Linked DNA regions of Macaca mulatta: region 2 is linked to region 1. Evidence: chromatin contacts called from public Hi-C data. All regions are on one chromosome and are shown on one strand. Each heading gives the region's core, a stretch centred on a gene start, on an enhancer-like site or on the middle of the called end of the contact. The rest is flanking DNA. Distances are from core to core; before and after follow the strand shown.

Evidence for each region. A called contact is a pair of places that touch in the nucleus more often than the background predicts.
Region 2: a contact with region 1 is called in a Hi-C map of fetal cortex germinal zone, with 2.7 times the contacts expected there. The contact joins the promoter of LOC144335915 here to the enhancer-like site in region 1. A contact is called at or near these places in 3 of 14 Hi-C or Micro-C datasets (cortical neurons, fetal cortex germinal zone and liver).

Annotation. Positions count from the first base shown.
Region 1 is chr16:83,087,245-83,092,947 of T2T-MMU8v2.0, reverse strand. It overlaps SDK2 (sidekick cell adhesion molecule 2), which reads left to right. Exons shown (of 44, transcript XM_015120233.3): 11 at 938-1,105; 12 at 2,008-2,110. It overlaps LOC144335910 (a long non-coding RNA gene), which reads right to left. Exons shown (of 3, transcript XR_013407158.1): 3 at 5,342-5,477. Among named protein-coding and RNA genes, the nearest start is that of CDC42EP4, 130 kb to the right of the region's middle. Within about 2 kb of position 1,492, at least 14 of the 40 cell types and tissues checked have an H3K27ac peak or open chromatin away from gene starts, as enhancers often do. A contact at or near this core is called in fetal cortex germinal zone, where this site is marked.
Region 2 is chr16:83,605,510-83,611,378 of T2T-MMU8v2.0, reverse strand. It overlaps LOC144335915, which reads left to right and starts at 3,144. Exons shown (of 4, transcript XR_013407179.1): 1 at 3,144-3,734.

The DNA of each region.
Region 1 (5,703 bases), core at 243-2,742:
GCCCGTCTCCCCGCAAAGTCAGGGGTGTCGGTTTTGTCCACTGCCATCTCCCAGGACCTAGAACAGAGTCTGGCACATGGTAGGCACTCAATAAACATTTATGGGGAAAATAGGGGCACAGCTAGGCACGTGCTTACACATGGAAATAAGCACACCCACCCAGCACGCTCAGTTCACTGTGCCTGCACGCAGATACAAACGGACACACGACCCCCGGCTGCACGCATGGAGATTCCCCTCCATACAGAGAGGGGCGTTTCTTTAAAATAGACATAGTCACAAAGACCTGCATTCCCAGGCTCACTCCTGCAGGTGTACTTGCACTCTCTCTTCCTGCCCCTCTTTCTCTGGCCAGGACTCTCCCAGGCTGGACCCCAGGCTCCCTCAGTCCCCCTGCAGAAGGAGGTCTGTCCTGACCAGAGCTGCTGCTGGGGGACACCGTGTCCCTCTCTACCCCACCCCCACTCCAGGCAGCTCCCGTCACTTCCCTTCACTCCCTTGAAGGTGACTCTCTCCAGAAGCATCCTGCCGCAGGACGCCCGTCGTCACCTTGTCAGAGCTGTCCCCCCTCCCAGCCCCCCTACCCAGGTGCCAGCTGCCTCTGAGGGCTGTGCTGGGCTGCTGCTCACCGTCATCAGGAAACTGTGCCCCCTTCTCTGGTGAAGGGCATGTGGTGTGGCGGGCACAGGAGCATCAGGGGACCTGGGCTCTAGGCTGCCTGCTCTGAGACCCTGTGCCCTCATGTCTGTCCCTAAGCCAGAAAGCTCTCCAGGTCTCTCAGCCCCTACCCCAGCCCCACCGCCATCTGTCCTCATTCCTTCCAGCATTTCCAGAGCCAGGGACCTGCAAGGAGACCACACTGCTCTGGAACAGCAGGAGAGGGGCAGGGTGTGCCCTCGGGGGCTATAGGCTGACCCCCACCCTGTTTTGCCCTCAGGGGAGCGCATCTTGGCCAGTGGCTCCGTGCAGCTGCCTCGATTTACGCCCCTGGAGTCGGGCAGCCTTCTCATCAGCCCCACACATATCTCCGATGCCGGGACCTACACCTGCCTGGCCACCAACTCTCGGGGGGTCGACGAGGCCTCAGCAGACCTAGTCGTTTGGGGTGAGTGTGCAGAGCCACAGGGCTTTAAACATTGGTGTGTGTGTGTGTGCATCTCTGTAGGTGCTGAGGACTCAGGACAGCTGTGGGGCACAGGCTCACACCACCAGTGTCTCCACCCCCAGTGCCTGTCCCAGTCAGGGCCCTTCTCATCAGAGGGACAGTGACAAAGTGATTCAGAGGCCAGGGACTAGAAAGCTTCTGCCAGTGATGCTATGCTTGGCCGACTTGAGAGAACACTGAGGTTATAGGAGAGTTGTCTTCATACATTTTAGGGCAGAAATTGGCAAATTTTTTCAAGAAAGGGCCAGATCATAAATATTGTAAGCTTTGTGGGCCAGACGGTCTCTGTCACAACAACTCAACTAGCTTCCGTTTTATCTAGAAAGCAGCCACAGACAATACGTCATCCAATGGGCGTGGCTGTGTTCCAGTAAGGGTGTATTTAGCCAAAAGGCCACCTGCCGGATTTGGCCCCCAGCCTGTAGTTAGCGGACCCCTGCTGTAAGAGAGCTTCTCAGGCCACTTCCAACTTCGGATCCACACCCAGGATGCCTGTGGGCCACTTGTCTGGGCTGAGCCCCGGGGTCCTAGTGTGTGAAGCACTAGACTGGAAATCAGAAATCCCTATTTTTACTCTGGCTGGACCACTGATATGCTGAAAATAGGGCCCTGATCGTCCTTAGAGTTTGATCTCTCCATCCCATACATGGTTTGTGAGGGCAGAATTTAATGAGCCCCCACTATGATGTGGCTTCCGAGAATTAAAGTACCAGGGAGCTCACTGTTCTTTTTAACCATCTGGGGACTTCCGTATGGCACCTAGTCTCCCTTCATCCACCCGGAGTCCAGCCACACGGCCCCCACACCCCTTCTCACCACGCTGTGTCTGCTGTGTCTTTCAGCTCGGACCCGCATCACCAAGCCCCCGCAGGACCAGAGTGTCATCAAGGGCACCCAGGCCTCCATGGTGTGCGGAGTGAGCCACGACCCCCGAGTGACGGTCAGGTACTGGCTCTGCTGTTGACTCCAGGCAAGAGGGGAGGGGGAGCCTCTGGCAATAGCTTGTAGCTGGGCGAGTGTCCACACCAGGGAGGTAAGAGCTGCACAGCCATGCCTTCTCCTGGGCAGTGGCATTTCCAGAGCTGAGTGCAGGGCTGAGAGGTAGGGGATATGAAATAAATACCTGGGAGCTGAGCTACCCTGAATTGAGTTAAGCCAGTTTCCAAGGCGGGAGGTAAAGAGGAAGGGGTGCAGAAAGATGAAGTAAGAGGAATGGGAGAGGGGGTGAGGGAAGGGAAAGGAAGAGGCTTGTGGGTTGGTGAGCATGGATGGCAGGGAGTTGCTGTCTCTGGCCCTGGACACCACCGCTAGTGTCCCCCAGCCTACCCCAAGTCTTTGGCCCTCTGGCCTCTGAATGGGCAGCAGAGGGGTCTGGGCAGGTGGATATGGGATCAGCTATAGGGGTGGGGCAGAAGATGACCCCTGGGGGGAACCTGCAAGAGAACAACATGAGGGAAACTGACATCCAAACCGAGGTCACCCCACCATCTGCCACGGCCAAGCCGGGACCTTGGCAAAGGACTTGACCTCCAGGTAACTCAGTCCCGCTGTGGAAGCCACTAAAAGGGCTGGGAGGAGGCAGCCAAGAAAGGTATAAAAGCTGGGACCTCTCCCAAGCACCCGAACCAAACCCTACCCCCACCCCCAAGGCTTTGGAAGCTCAAACCAGGAGGAAATCGTCCCTGCCTTCTCTTCCTTGAGCTCCAGAATGCTGAGGGAAATGCAACTGCTTCCTTAGAAATAAATATTCCTTGCGTGTTGCTTCTCTATTTTATGAGCAATATCACTGTCAAAGCAACTGGCATCGAGGCTGGAAGGGGCCGGAGCTCCTGCACTAGGAGAAATGGCCTCCTCCTCCTCATGCCGGAGGCAGCTGCGTCCTGGGGCGCCATCTGGTGGTCTCTGGGCCTATGACAGTCTGTACAGCCACACCAAAAGAGACTCCGGGAGCCCAGGTTGATACAAGGGGCTCGGGGCCTTTGGCCAACGCCGATTCTCAGAGAACATATCGGCGGCCCCAGTTTGAGAAACACCTCATTAAGTGTTGACCACTTAAGACAGTCATCACGTGACACTAGCACAAATGCAAAAATTTACGTAGATGTATTAATAGTTAGAAGATTGTTGACAGAGATTCCAGAATATGCTTATTTCTGGGTTTAATAGACTTTTCTTAAAAAATTAACATACCAACTGTAAAAAAGGTCCTGGGAGAGAACCCACATAGAATACTGCTGTGCATCTCGGGCCCATTCATTATGTAGTAGCTATACTTTTAGCATTCATTAATAGGGAAATTCTGAAATTCAGTACACTTTAAATCAGATTTTATTTATAAAAATGTCATCTTTATAAAGATGACTTATTTATAAAAGTGTCAACTTATATTTGAGAAAGACATACATTGTATTCATTTTCTAGACAATTACTGATGCATAATGGGATTCGGGGGCCTCTTGCCAAGTAACCTGCAGACCCACCCTAGGCCCTTCCAGTGACCTACAGGACAGAAATCCCTGTTCCAGGTTACTGAAGGGGGGTCCTCACCTTAAATTGAATTAATCATCTAGGACCATCTTTTCAAGATGGGGGGTGGGGAGCAGAATCATCCCTTTGTCCCCCCCCAAAATTGGCAACGTCTATGCCCAAGGCCACCCCAGCAGCTCCAACCCCAGTCTGTCTTCCTTGGACTGGGGGAACGGGGGCATCCCTTCTGCCCTCCGTCTTGAGGTAGGTCTTGGGGATGGAATGGGACCCAGACCTCAGCAAGTTTAAAAAAGCTCCCCAGGTGATTCTAATGTGTCACCAGGATTAAAAACCCTGTTCTATCTGCAAAACACAGCAGAGTTCCCTAAGCAGACTATTAGGTGGGTGCAAACGTAACTGCGGTTTTTGCCTTTGAAAGGAATGGTCAAAACTGCAATTACTTTTGCACCAACCTAATAGAAAGGATCTCAACAACCACATCAGACTGAAGTGGTGCCGCTGAACCCTGAGTGACGCGTCCTCAGAGCAGAACCAGGTGCAGGGGTGACGACCTGAGCAGGTGCAGGGGTAAGGGCCTGGGCAGGTGCAGGTTTCCAGCATGAAAACCTCCAAAACAGTTCTAGAAAAAAAAACACTTCTGGCCAGGCGCCATGGCTCACACCTGTAATCCCAGCACTTTGGGAGGCCGAGGTGGGTGGATCACGAGGTCAGGAGATCGAGACCATCCTGGCCAACATGGTGAAACCCCGTCTCTACTAAAAATACAAAAGAAAATTAGCTCAGCCTCCCAATGTGCTAGGATTACAGGCATGAGCCACCACGCCCAGCTGGATTTTGACCATTCTAATAGCTGTGCAGTGATATCTCATTGTTGTTTTAATTTGCGTTTTCCTAATGACATATGATGTACAACATCTTTTCATTTGCTTATTAATCTTCTGTGTACCTTCTTTGGTGAGGCATCTATCAATGACTATTTTTTAATCAGATTGTTTTCTTATTGCCCAGTTTTAAGAGTTCTTTGTAGATTTTGGATAGCAGTGCTTTATCAGAGATATCGTTTACAGGCTGGGCGCAGTGGCTCACGCCTATAATCCCAACACTTTGGGAGGCCGAGGCGGGCTGATCACGAGGTCAGGAGATCGAGACCATCCTGGCTAACACGGTGAAACCCCATCTCTACTAAAAAGAAAAAAAAAAAATTAGCTGAGCATGGTTGTGGGCACCTGTAGTCCCAGCTACTTGGGAGGCTGAGGCAGGAGAATGGCTTGAAGCCAGGAGGCGGAGCTTGCAGTGAGCGGAGATCGTGCCACTGCACTCCAGCCTGGGCGACAGAGCGAGACTCCGTCTCAAAAAAAAAAAAAGAGATATCGTTTACAAATATTTTCTTCTAGTGTGTGGCTTCTCTTTTTATTCTCTTGAAAGTGTCTATCGAAGAGCAGCAAAGTTTAATTTAATGAAATCCAGCTTATCTGTTCTTTCCTTCATGGATGGTGCTTTGGGTGTCGTATTTTAAAAGTCATTGTCAAACCCAAGGTCATCTAGATGTTCCCCTGTATTATCTTCTAGGAGTTTTATAGCTTTGCATTTCACATTTAGGTCTGGGATCCAATTTGAGTTAATTTTTGTGAAGGGTGTAAGATCTGTGTCTAGACTTTTTTCTTTTTTCTTTTTTCTTTTTTTTTGCATGTGGATGTCAAGGTTTTCCAGCACCATTTGTTGAAAAGTCTTCTTTTTTATTTTTGTCTTTTTGTTTTGTTTTGTTTTCACATAATTGATTTGTTGGGGAAACCAGGTTCTAGAAGACAGAGGTCAGCAATCTTTGCTGTAAAGGACCAAAAAGTAAACATTTAGGCTTTACGAGAGCCATATGGTCTTGTCATGACTACTCAACTCTGTTTATAGTGCTAAAGCAGCCATATATAAACAGGCACTACATAAACAGATGGGCATGTCTGTGTTCTAATAAAACTTTATTTACACAAACAGGCAGCAGGCCACAGTTTGTTGATCTTGCTATGGAATATTCAACATCCTGGATTTGCCTGGCT
Region 2 (5,869 bases), core at 1,895-4,394, 520 kb before region 1:
GGTGCAGGGAAAACTGCTTGCTGATTTAGTCATTTATTTATTCATGCCACAACCCAAAGTCGAAAGTCTACTTGCCAAATACACAGTGCCTACAGTGATGCAGGGAGATTTTCTTGGAACGGGGATTTTGTCAATCAAGGCTCTGAGTCAGGAAGTACATAGAATACAGGCAGACAATTAAGGATGTTGACATTCCCATTCTTCTTTTTTGGAGAATGGCCCAGTGGTTTTATCCAAGGCTGCTTTGAAGCTCCAAGTTCAACATGTAAAATGGCGGCCACTATGCATTCTTACCTACATTGAAGCTTGGGTAGCTCCTGTCTGCTCATTGAAGAAACACTTATGACAAACCTGTATGCCCTGCACTGTGCTGCATCACTTGGGGTCGGGGGGAAGATGCAGAGAAACAGTAGGTGATGTCCTTGCCACCAAGGCACCCTTGGGCTCATGATGCCTCTGCTCAGATCCCTCCTGCCTGACCTGAACACACCTGCGCCTCTCACCACTCCACTGTCCACAGTGTCTGGGTAGGTGGTAGACACTGCCTGGGCTTCAGTAGGAGATGTGTGTGTGTGTGTGCCTGTGTGAGTGTGTGAATGTGTGTAAGCAGGTCTGTTGTGAGAATGTGCATAATAGGGTGTGTGTGCCTGTGTTTGTCTCTGTGTCATGTATGTGAATGTGAGTCTGTGTGTATTGCTGAGTGGGTATGCAAATGAGTATGTCTGAGTGTGGGTGGGTCTGTGTGTTTATAGGTCTGTGTATGAGTGTGCCAGCACGTATATTGGTGTGTAAGTGGGTGTGTGGTGTGCAAATGAGTGTACCTGTGTGCATTGGTGTGTGTGTATCTGTGAGTGGTCTGTATGTGTGTTTGTGTGTCTGCGTGTGTCTCTGTATTTGCATGTATCTTGCATGAGTGTGTGAATGTGTGTGCATATATGTGTCTGAGTTTTTGTGATCTGTGTGTGTGCTGTGTGAGTCTGTGAATGAGTTTCTGTGTGTGTTGGTGTCTGTTGTGTGTGAATGAGTGTGCATGTGGTGTGATCCTCTGTCGGGGTGTCTGTGTGTGGATGAGTCTGTGTCAGTGTGTGTAGAATGTATGCCTGTGTCTCTGTGTGTATGTGTATATGTGATTCTGTGTGTCTGTGTGTGTTTATGTGATTGTGTGTGCCTCTGTGTGTGTATATGTGATTCTGTGTCTCTGTGTGTGTATATGTGATTGTGTGTGTGTATATGTGATTGTGTGTGTGTATATGTGATTGTGTGTGTCTGTGTGTATATGTGATTCTGTGTGTGTGTGTCTGTGTGAATGTCTGTGTGAATGAGTGCGTGTGCCTGTGTGAGTTTGTCTTTGTGTCATGTAAATGTGAGTGTGTATATGTGATTGTCTCTGTGTGTGTATATATGTGATTGTGTGTGTGTCTGTGTGTGTATATGTGATTCTGTGTATGTGTGATTCTGTGTGTCTCTGTGTGTGTATATGTGATTCTGTGTGTGTCTCTGTGTGTGTATATGTGATTGTGTGTGTCTGTGTGTGTATATGTGATTCTGTGTATGTGTGATTCTGTGTGTCTCTGTGTGTGTATGTGTATGTGTCTCTGTGTGTGTATGTGTATGTGTCTCTGTGTGTGTATATGTGATTCTGTGTGTCTCTGTGTATATGTGATTCTGTTTGTGTGTCTCTGTGTGTATATGTGATTCTGTGTGTGTGTCTCTGTTTGTATACGTGATTGTGTGTATATGTGATTCTGTGTGTTTGTGTGTCTCTGTGTGTGTGTATATGTGATTCTGTGTGTCTCTGTATACGTGATTGTGTGTATATGTGATTCTGTGTGTCTGTGTGTGTTTATGTGATTGTGTGTGCCTCTGTGTGTGTATATGTGATTCTGTGTCTCTGTGTGTGTATATGTGATTGTGTGTGTGTATATGTGATTGTGTGTGTGTATATGTGATTGTGTGTGTCTGTGTGTATATGTGATTCTGTGTGTGTGTGTCTGTGTGAATGTCTGTGTGAATGAGTGCGTGTGCCTGTGTGAGTTTGTCTTTGTGTCATGTAAATGTGAGTGTGTATATGTGATTGTCTCTGTGTGTGTATATATGTGATTGTGTGTGTGTCTGTGTGTGTATATGTGATTCTGTGTATGTGTGATTCTGTGTGTCTCTGTGTGTGTATATGTGATTCTGTGTGTGTCTCTGTGTGTGTATATGTGATTGTGTGTGTCTGTGTGTGTATATGTGATTCTGTGTATGTGTGATTCTGTGTGTCTCTGTGTGTGTATGTGTATGTGTCTCTGTGTGTGTATGTGTATGTGTCTCTGTGTGTGTATATGTGATTCTGTGTGTCTCTGTGTGTGTATGTGTATGTGTCTCTGTGTGTGTATATGTGATTCTGTGTGTCTCTGTGTATATGTGATTCTGTTTGTGTGTCTCTGTGTGTATATGTGATTCTGTGTGTGTGTCTCTGTTTGTATACGTGATTGTGTGTATATGTGATTCTGTGTGTTTGTGTGTGTGTCTGTGTGGGTATGTTTATGTGATTCTGTGTGTGTGTCTCTGTGTTTGTGACTGTGTGTGTTAGGGTGTGTGAATGTGAGTGTGTAGGCATGGGCGTGTGGGAATATGTGGGAATGTGTGTGTGAGGCTGTAAATGTGTGAGAATGTGTGAGGGGTGTGTGTGTGAATGTGTGTAATAGAGTGTATATGAATGTGTCTTCGTGTGACTGTGTATAAATGTGTGAGCGCGTGAGGGTGTGTGTGTGAGTACGTGTGAGTGTGGGGGTGTCTGTATTTGTGCGTGTGTGAGGGCGTGTGTGTGTAAATGTGTGCGTGAGTGTAGGGTGTGTGCATGGAGGGGGACTTCCTTGGGGAAATGCAGGCTGAGATTTGCCTGAGCCAGGACCGTCGGGCCGGGGGAGGCCGATGGACGGGAGGGTGTGAACGCCCGTGGTGGGTGACAGGAGCCTGGGTGGAGAGGGCAGCGGCAGCAGGAACCGGAATGGTGGGGAGTTGTGGAGGTCGCGGGGCGGGGAAGCGCTGACCGCGCTGCTGCTGCGGGAGAGGAGCCCCAGCGGGACGCGGGAGCCTGCCGGAGGGAGCCAGCAGGGGGCGCGGCAGCGGCGTCCGGCGTCCGGGGGCTTTGGGGGACTAGAGGGGAGGGAGGGCCGTGTCCCCGCTGCCCGCCCTGGGCGGTCCCGCGCACCCGCTAGTGTCTGAACCGGGGGCTGCATCCACGCGGGCAGAGCAAGGAGGCTGGAGGCTGGAGGCTGGAGGTCAGAGGGCGAGGAGCGCCCCGTCAGGCACATCCCCGAGGGGACGTCCTCAGGGGCCAGGGCGAGTGGGACCCTCCCAAGCGGCGGAGGGAGCGGCCTCCTGATGTAGGTGTCTTTGGGAACACGCGAGGGCGATGGCCTCGTCTTTGTCCCCGCGCAAGGGCCATAGAGCGGGCCGGACGCAGGAGCCTCCCGGCCTGGCCACGTCTTGCGGCGGTTTTGCGTTGGCGCTTGCAGATGATTCCCCCCTCCACCCCGCCCGATTCGTCCAGCGCTGTCTCCTGAAGAGCCGCTCCCGTAAGCCGCGGGGGATTTCCCGCTCGCTGCCGCCCCTCTGCCCGGCGTTTTCGCAGCAGCCCCTTCTGGGCCCCTCCAGCGCGTCTCTGGCTGATCCGGTGTCGTAATCCTGGGTTCTGGCATCGGAGCCGTTGCTATGGGGATCTCACCCACCGATTCAGCATTTTGTCGGTGGGTTCGGTGGGGGATGAATGTGAGGAACGGGGAGATGAATGGAGTGGGGGAGCAGCTCACTGCTGGAGGGCTGGGCGTAATTCTCTGATCCTCTCCTGGGGGAGAGGTTTGGAAGCTGGCGCGGAGGAAGTAGGAAAGGGGATGTGTGAGTTTCCTGGGACTGCTTTTAAAAACTACCACAAACTGGTGGCTTAAAACAACAGAAATGTATTTCTCCACAATTCGGGAGGCCAGAGTCGAAATTCAAGTTGTCAGCAGAGTTGCGTTCTAAGGATCCCTTCCAAGGCTCTCTCCCAGCTTGGAGGCTGCACAGTCCTTGGGGCTCCCAGACTCGCATCCCTCCAGTCCCTGCCTCTGTCCTTTTGTGGCTTTCTCCTCCATGTCTCTGTGTCTGTTCCTTTTCTGTCTGGTATAAGAACACCCTTCTGTGGATTTAGGGGCTACCCTGAGTTAATGATGATCTTGTCTCAAGATTTCTTTTTTTTTTTTTTTCCCTGGAGACAGGGTCTGGCTCTGTTGCCCAGGCTGGAGTGCAGTGGTGTGATCTCAGCTCACTGCAGCCTCTGCCTCCCTGGTTCAAGTGATCCTCCCACTTCAGCCTCCCAAGTAGCTGGGAGCACAGGCACACACCATCACAGCTTGTTGTTGTATTCTTTGTCGAGATGGGGTTTCACCATGTTTCCCAGGCTGGTCTTGGACTTGTAGACTCAAGTAATCCACCCGCCTTGGCCTCCCAACGTGTTGGGATTACACGCCTGAGCCATTGCACCCATCCTTCATCTCAAGATCTTTAATTACCTGTGCAAAAGCCCTTTCCCCAAATAAGGTCAATAAAGCCCCCTTTACAGATTCCAGGGATTTGGGACTTGGACACACCTTTATGGAGGTCATTGTTCAACCCTTTACAGTGGGAAACTCATACAGAAAAGTAGCTTTGCTGCCTTGGACCCAACATGCCAGCCTGTGAGCATCAGGATCAGGCTGATTCTGCTAGAAATCTGCCTCTTTGCATCAGCAGAGCAGCCCATTCCTGGCTCTGGAGGTCATGCTTTGGAGTGAGTGGTTAAACACACTTTCTCTGCAACCAGGCTGGCTGAATGAGGGCCCCAGCTCTGTTACTGACTAACTGTGAGATTTGGGGAAGCAACGGAAACCTCTGTGTGTCTCAGTTTCCCAAGCTGCAAAACGAATAATAGTTCCTTCCTATAACTTTCAAGAAGCCTTTCGCACAGTGCTCAGTGCTCAGGATTGACCGCACGGACGTTGTGTTCCTGCTAACCAGGTCCTGACTCCCAGTTCACTCCTCCTGTGAAGAGAAGCTCTTTACTCTGTCCTCCACAGAGAACCCTACAGAAAGCTTCCCACCTGCAGTTCCTTTGTGCACCAGCATGCTTCAAATGGGTGTCAGGTGGGTGGAGGCTTTGACCCCCTCAGCCCCTGAGAGCCTGAAGCTCTGGGTCTCCGCCTCCATGGTCGGCAGCTTCTCTTGTTTGCCTGGGTGCGCCATCCCAGCGCTCTCATTTCATCATTTCACAATGTTCCCAGAGAAAAACTTCCCTTGTCTTTGGCAACATGAGAAAATCAAGGACAAGTCAGTGAATTTTTCCTTTAAGTTCACTTTTTTTTTTTTTTTTCCCAAGCTGCAAAGACTATCTTTTGTTCAGATTTTTGGCCTTCTTCCATTTTTAGCGTAAAGTGTGTTCCGCCTTTGAGGACAGAATAGTGACGATGGGCAAGCCACTGCTTCGTTGCTTGCTTGTGTTTCAATGTCCTTAGGTGGCAAAATAGAAAGCTGGAATCCTTATGTGAGCTCCAGATTACTGGAAACTTCCCTTGTCTATGAAATCTCAAAGTCTGGGAACCACTGCCCTGGAATTTACAAAACATTTTCAGGCACATAATCTCACTCATTTCCCATTTGACAGTTAGTGACAGCTAATGAGGTTCCAGGATATTTTTTTGACTTGGCCAAGGTCACATAGCTGGGAAATAGCAAAGGCAGGACTTCCCATTGAAAGCCATGCCTGCTTACCACGAGGAATAACTGAGTCTCTTTTCTCTAGTACAGGAATCTCACAATAAGTCCCCCATTTCAGAGCAGCCATCAGTCTAACATGGGTCTGTCTTCTCCT